2 separate regions of the Gossypium hirsutum genome follow, and region 2 is linked to region 1. A link is a contact called in public Hi-C data. All regions are on one chromosome and are shown on one strand. Each heading gives the region's core, a stretch centred on a gene start, on an enhancer-like site or on the middle of the called end of the contact. The rest is flanking DNA. Distances are from core to core; before and after follow the strand shown. Region 1 holds the start of LOC107953271. Region 2 has its middle 3.7 kb from the start of LOC107953266.

Region 1 (3,948 bases), core at 554-3,053:
CCCACCAAAGCAGGGATCTTCCAGGGATGAAACGGAAGAAGTCTGACCCATACCCTTTCACTAATTAGCAACTCTCAAGTATTACCATATATAGTTTTACACTTACAACACAAGACTTCAAAAAATATATTACTAGACCATGTCCCCTAGAGATGATAGAAGATCAAAACATAAAACCTACTTTATATCTTGATATCGGTTTAAGGTAACAAAGATCATGTCCCCTAGAGATGATAGAAGTGCTCATAAATGTAGTGCATAGTCTGTCGCAATATTGCAAACTACCGGTCATCCTTCCATGTAAAATTTCAGAATTTGTAACAAAGTAAAAACTCCATTAACAAGTTTAGAACAAGATATGATAAGGTATGCAAAATTGTAAATAACCAAAAGTTCATACTTCAGATGCAGGTAAATTCAGATCTTTGGAGCTGCCAAAGCCATGAATGACAACTATTTTGTACTTAGCCTCTTCCCTGGGAACTCCAGCTTCCCTGTAAGCCAAATGCCTCCCATCACTGAGCTTAATTCTGGGAGAAGTGACAGGAGGCCCATCGGGTGAGCCACATATCTTTGGAGGGGGCGGCTTTAATGCTCGATAAGTCCATCCCAGGAGGCCCACTGTGAAAGCTACCGCTATAGGGGCAATCATTGCTGCAAAGGGAGAAAACACCATAAATCCATCATATCACATAATTCAAGAAAGAGGAAGATTTTTACCCGGTTTCATATTCATCCAAAGCAAGTTGAAAATATAGGGAATGTTGAAAGCGTATGAATAGAGAAAATGGTAAGCAAAACGTGCTTATGGCTCCTGGGGTTCTTCAAAAATTCGTAGGTAACAGTATCACTTTAACAGAATAATAATGGGGAAATCCTCAGCCATTGTTTTGTGCTTCTAAGTTTCTATGTTTTTTTCTTGAGAAAAAAGTAGATGGAATGAAAGCAGGCCACAACATACAGAGCCAAACAGACGGATTGATTTCAAGTTCTGGGAAAAAATACAGCCAGCTAGCTATTCACGGAATAAGGGGATCTAAAGGGAAGCTGATTGCTTACGTGCTTAAAACATGGGTGATTTTCAAATTATAAACCCTACATAATCAAGCGAGCCTTTATCCAATAGTATATGTGAAATTTAGATAATGCAACCATGTCCTTAATGCAGACAAATATCTGCCTATTGCAATCCACTTTTTGGGGATCAATGAAACTTCCCTCAGCCAACACTACTAGAACTACAGCAGAACAGGAAGGAAGCAACAGCAGCAGCCAAAGTAGGAAAGTTAGCTACAAATTAAAACCTAATGACTAATTGGTTCAGGACCTGCAGAAATTAAGAGAAAGCACAATCATAAATATCCCAATATTTCATATTACAACTTTCAAATAAGATTTATTTCCAGTAGTTCAAGTTCATAACAACCAAATCAAAATTGGAAGTTTCCTAAGTAGCCAGTAACTAACAAATAGGAAACCATTCATATCATTTTACTCATAAATACTCTAAAACAAAGAGTTGATCCGAAATAGATAGATAATATCCAGAAATTCCAAGAAACAATTAGATAGGAAGAGATGAAGAAATAAAAGGAAACTAAAAACCCCAACCTGGAAATGATCTGGATTTGACACTGTTAGCTGTGGTGTGAGCTCTGGCAGATGCAGCTGAGACCTTTTTCTTAATCCGGTCAAGACTTCAAATAATTATAAGAAAGCAAAATCCCATTTGCTGAAAAGGACCCAAGTCCTTACTGTTTTTGATAGTGCCAAGTGATATTTGTCATTGCAAGAAACGTGCCATGCGTCCGACAAAAACAAAACTAAAACTACTAGTCTCCAAATCTGTCATTTTGACTGTTGTTTCAAGCTTGGAACTTTGTAGGATTGTGCACCAGTGAGTCAGAGATTTTAAGGATAATAATCATTTTAATTTGTTTAGAAAAATGAGGTGATATTACCCCTACCATTACGTTCTCCGAAATTAATCATGCCAAGGTTGATTTGGTGAAAATTCGAAACTTTATCCTGAGCAAAGTAACTGTTGAAGATATGGGTGATAGATGATTCTGGTTTGTTTTTGTTGCTATAATTTATATTTGGAAGTATATGATTTCCATCCGTAATTTTGTTTTAGAATGTAATATGTTTAATCACTAAATTTTCTATTTAATTGCTGTATTAAAAACTTCAAGTTTGAAAATGCAAGTGTGGATATATCATAATATATTTATATTGATGTGTTTTGATGTATGATTTTAGATTTATTAATATTTTTCAAATATTTTATAATTATATGTATATAAATATATTTATATGTAAATACAAATTTTAAATTATATTTGATATACCCTTCATGCATAACAATTTGTCAAGCCGTTAATTAATAAAATAAAATAAAATTTAAAGACTTATAAATAAATATTACTAAATTTATTTAAACCTAATTAAAAATTAATTACAATTTTCTTTTCTTCTTTAGATATTTTTTGAAGTTATGAATTTACCCAATCGGCTTCCTTCGCTACAGAAAGAGGAGACACTTGCTATTTTGATGGAGATAGAAACCTTTTTGAAAATAATGATTTAGATTTGAAAGAAGCCAATAGCACTAATTTCTGTAATATTTTTAGGGATCACTTTAGTATTATAAGATAATTCAATTTTCAAAAATTGCAGGAAGAGGATGAGCTTTTCCTTCCATCTACAATTATCGTCGTCTCTATTTTCAACCGATAAATCTCCTTCAAAGGTAGTCAATGCAGTGCTCCAATTATTGTCGCCATAGCTCCTATCTTTGGCTTCGATTTAGGCTACTGCTTTGTTGCCACCCAAAGCTATCGTTGTTAGTATCAAAATATTGCTCTTTCAAATTTTCACAAATTTCCTTCAAATATATTGCCAATTACCTCACATGTTTCAACTATAAATTATTAATTATTATACTTAGCTACTGTCAATTGGACTTCAATGTGTTGTAGTTAATTTCAACATATTTTCTTTTTAGATTACTGTCTTTGAATGGGAGGAAATAAGGTGAAGGAGTGTCTGGTCTTGAATGAAGTCATGGGAGAGTTAAGAAGAAAAGAAAATTGTAATTAGGTTTAAATAAATTTATTAATATTTATTTTTAATTCCTCTAATTTTCTTTTATTTTGTTAATTAACAAGGTGATAAATTATGGTTTATTGATAATGCATGGGACTCATACACTCACGCTATATCAAATATAATCCTATTTAATATTGTAGATTTTATTTTAGGTTTATTACTTTTATTTTAAATGTAATTAATTATTTTAAGAATTTTTATTATTAGATTTAAATATATAATAATACATTAATAAATAAAAATTCATATTGAGGATGAAATGCATTTATATAGAATTTTTATTCTAAGATGTGTTGGGTTAAATTCAAATTAAGCAACAAATACGAATGAAAATTCGAAAAAATTAGATACAAATATTTACGTACGAAAACCCCTTCGAAGAGAATCAAAACCCACAGGTAAAGAAAATTCCACTAAAACAACAAAAACTGCAGAGGAGTACAAGATGGAGAAACAAACAAATCTAGAACTCAAAATTACAAAGTTTTCCCGAAATTCCCACAAACTCTCTCTTAATTTTGTTGTTATTATTCAAAACTATCTAGGGTTTTTAAAAGGCCTTTTTAAGGCTAAAATTCATGCGAAAATATGATTAAAATATTCCTAAAATAATCAAAGTTAGACTGGGAAAAGAGAACTGAGTTTAACTAGAAGAAGAACCATGGTTTCGTAGGGAACACGTCATCACATCATGATGTCGTGTTTAGCTCGTAGGGACGCCATGCATTGCGTCGTCGGACGATGAATTCTTCTTGTTGGGACTTCGTGTGTCGTGTCATCAGGACTTCCTCTCTTCCTCGTAACGACTTCAACTCTATTTCATACTAAATGCAAGGC
Region 2 (3,948 bases), core at 936-3,435, 59 kb before region 1:
GGTTTTTGAATTAATTTGGATATTATGGTTAAAGTATTGATATAAATAAATAGGTTAGGTCATTAGATTGATTAATTTATGAAATGTATGTTATTTACTTGCGTAATGTTTATATTTGAATTGAAATAACTGGTAATACTTTGTAACCCTGTTCCGGCGATGGATAAGGGTTGGGGGTGTTACACAAAGAAATAGTTTGGCCAAGGCTATGTATACATGTAAGGTTATCGGTCTAGGCTAAACCTTTAAAACAACAATAGATTACCAGTTTAGGCTAAATCTGTGTTACATGTATATTTGAGTCCGTAACAAATGTTGGAGCTCAGTCTAAAACAGGAATCATTCAGAAATCTCGTGTATGAAAGTTTTACTTGGTCTATCGAAACTATCTCAAAATTCAATTTATTTCACATAGACAAATTCAATTTCCGCAGTTTATATATATAAGTAACGACATCTAATAACGAACTGTAACCACAGATAGTAGTATCAACTTACCTGTCAAAGTAATTTAACTATTAGGGACTAATAGGTAATTTTTCATTTTCCTCGTACATCTTCCGATCGATGAGATTTTTTATCATGCAAAGCATAGTTTAATTCAATTAAATCAATTTAAACCACATAAATTATTAAATTTATGCATTTTAATCCTTTTTTATCATATTTTACAAATTTACCCCTAAACTTTTACATTTTATTTAATTTAGTCCCTAAAGTCAAACTTATCATAACTTTCAAATTTAAGTCCCAATATACGTAACCGATCCTGATTGCATCCATAATTAACCTTCAATCACTTGAAAATTGCAATATGTGCATGCTAAGTTTAACATATTTACATATTAGTCCTTGAATGCAAAACTAACAAAATCCACTTTAACAAAATAGTCCTGAAACATTTCCAAGCTTCAAAATTTTACATTTAATATTAAGAACATTCAAAAATCATTATGGTAATTTTAAAAAACTTTAATAATTTTAAAAATAGAGATACGAATTAACTGAACTTAGTTGCAACAATCTCAAAAACATTAAGATTACAAGAAATCGATAAAAAATTCATTCTATGCAAAGTAAAGAAAGATGGCCGAAAGCTTTTGAAGGTTCATCCATTGTGTTTCGGTTTTCAATGGAGAAGAAAAAGATGATGAAAATGTTATTATGTTTTTTACTTATTTTTATTATAAACATATAATTTTAACAAATAATTTAATCCAAAAGCACCATTAACCGTCCACCCACCATGATGATGGCCTAATTGTCTCATAAGTCCTCCTATATTTACTAATTAAACCATTTAATCAATATAATTTAATAGTGATTAGGTTTTACGTTTTTATAATTTAGTCTTTTTTCTTTAATTAATTATCCAAATGTTAAAATTTCTAGACCAAAATTTAATACACCTATATATCAACTCCGTAAATATTTAATAAAATATTTTTAGGCTCGATTTATGAAAACGAGGTCCTAATACCTCGTTTTTCAAAATTACTTGACTTTAAGGACAACCGACTTGCACTTAACTAATTATCCAATTAAATACAAAGTATCAAATAAAATTCACTTTATCATAGTATTGGACTCGTAAATATTATATAATAATATTTACGAGCTCACTTATCGGAATTGTGGTCCCGAAATTACTGAAAAACGGGTTGTTACAATAATTTTGAACTACAACATAAACGAGTTATCACTGGTATTATAATGAAATAAAAAATTACAAATTTAATTATTCTAATTGACAAGACAAGCGTTCTAAGCAATCAAATATCAACTGAATATTTAATAAACCTGAGCAATTGTAATTATAACAAAATATGTATAAATACGAAAGAAAAAAAAAGGGGATTTAAAGTGAAAATTAAGTCTCACAGATCCATCGAATCAAACTTCAATTAACCTTCAATTAGAAAGAGAGGATTTAGCAATCCATGGAATAAGAAAACGCCAAAAAAATCAGTTCGCAAGATGCCCGATATTCAATATAGCTAAAAAGTTTTCTAATCCTCCAAAAGATCCTATTTATAAGGTTTATCTAACAAAAATCAGGGCTACAATACAAGTTTAAGCATTATATTTAAAAAGACAAAATAGCCTTGAGTCTGGAGTCAAAACAAAAAAATTCCACGTGGCGATAGTTGGCACCGCGGCTCAACGACATGGTGCAGGGCCGCCCGAGCTTACTGCATCGGGGGCATAGTCACGTGGTACGGAGTAGCTGGTTTGAAAGCTAGGGCACCAAGGCTAGGATGGGGCGCGACTGGGCAGCAGCTTATTCATTTCCGTTCAGGTCTCCTTATATTCGTTCATTTCGCTCTCAACAATTCTTGACATTGCATTCAAAGCTCGTATTTACCTAATTAAAGTCACAAGGATGCCAAAGTAATCCTTTATAACTAATCAAAGCAAATACGAGAAAAATAAAAATGTAATTAATAATAAAACTAAATTTATAAACAAAGCTCAAACATGATTTTCCACTTGAAGAACAAAGAAAAGTAAAATGATAAGGGTCTAAAATGCATGAATTATGAGTAACAATAATCATTAAAAGTTTAAGAAATAAACTCACCAACATTAACAATAATTGTCTCGATTGCATAATTTAAAAGTTTTGTTCTTAAGTAAAATATTAAACAAGTAATCTCGCACATGGAATGTTGTGAGTTGATAACTCACATGTGATTATCTTGTAGATGTATCTATCAAAATTTTATCAAAACATTCACTTTCTAGATAATTGGGTTTATATTTCTTTTAGAAATACAAGTGATTCAATCTCAACTTTTGTTAGTGAAGTTCTAATAAATCTTCTTTGAGAACAAATGAGACTTCAAAATCTTTAAAATGAAGAATCTCTAGGTGCTTTAATAAAAATTCATGTAAATCCTCATTTATTGTATCATTTTTTGTTGGGATGATCTAACTGATCATACCAACTAATTAATATAATTTGGACCAGTAAACTCTAAGTTTACTATTTCATGTGATTCAATCATACTAATATAAAGTATAAACTAAATAAAATGTAGATAAATTTTCACTAAAATATTCATCCAATATAAAATATAGAAAATAATCTAACCTGAGTTTTAAGAAAATTAACTTATATACTTTGTAGGAATTAGAATGTTATACCATGCAAACAAATATAACTAGCAGTATATCAATGAAAATAACAAATTAATAAGTCAAGAAGTAGTTATAATTGTGAAATAGAAAATGTCGAAACCCTTTTTTTATTTTAAAAAACAATGGGAATCGACTTTTAAAACCGAGTGTGGAGTCGCCACCAATTTCTTGATTTAGATGTGATTAGACCACCTATTAAAAACGCTTTATTCAATGAAAAATAAATTTGGTTTAGGAGAAATAAAGAAAAACGGGTTCGGGAGTCGGTTACGGATGAGGAAGGGTTAGCACCCTCATTACGCCCAAAAACTGGTACCAAATTGATTTGATGTTGTCCTTAGATCAAAAAATATTTTTCGAAGTATATAAAAAAAATTTAATAGCTCAAATTAGCTGTCAAAAATTTCTCGTTCCGAAGATATGCAGTTTCATACCCAGTACGATTAGATACAATCCCTTATACCTTTAAGATACGATCGATTTTCGAATTTTTAAAAAAAAACTTATACATTAAAAGTATAAAAGGTTATCTAAATATTTGGTTCGTCGGAAAAGTCATACCCAGTACGATTGAGCACAATTTTTTCGAATTCCCCAAATATTAGATATTGCCTTATTTCAAAAACTTTAAATAATTGAAATTTAGAAATTTGCTTAAAAAACATGTTTATTCATTTAAAAATTAATGAAATATTTAATGCATTATAAAAAATAATAAATATGAAATAATATACTCGAAATACAATAAACTTTGCTTAATATGTCTAACAATCATTCTAGGTATAATGTAATAAAAAATTCTTTAAG

The links. Hi-C and Micro-C count contacts between places; a contact is called where the count stands out from the background.
Region 2: a Hi-C map of leaf shows a contact between it and region 1, with 2.4 times the contacts expected there. The contact joins the enhancer-like site here to the promoter of LOC107953271 in region 1. A contact is called at or near these places in 9 of 34 Hi-C or Micro-C datasets (callus, hypocotyl and leaf).

Annotation. Positions count from the first base shown.
Region 1 is chrA07:20,556,196-20,560,143 of Gossypium_hirsutum_v2.1, reverse strand. It overlaps LOC107953271, which reads right to left and starts at 1,803. Exons shown (of 7, transcript XM_016888515.2): 1 at 1,612-1,803; 2 at 1,060-1,327; 3 at 401-654. The coding sequence starts at 652.
Region 2 is chrA07:20,615,993-20,619,940 of Gossypium_hirsutum_v2.1, reverse strand. No RefSeq gene overlaps it. Among protein-coding and RNA genes, the nearest start is that of LOC107953266, 3.7 kb to the right of the region's middle. Within about 2 kb of position 2,185, at least 1 of the 9 cell types and tissues checked has an H3K27ac peak or open chromatin away from gene starts, as enhancers often do. A contact at or near this core is called in leaf, where this site is marked.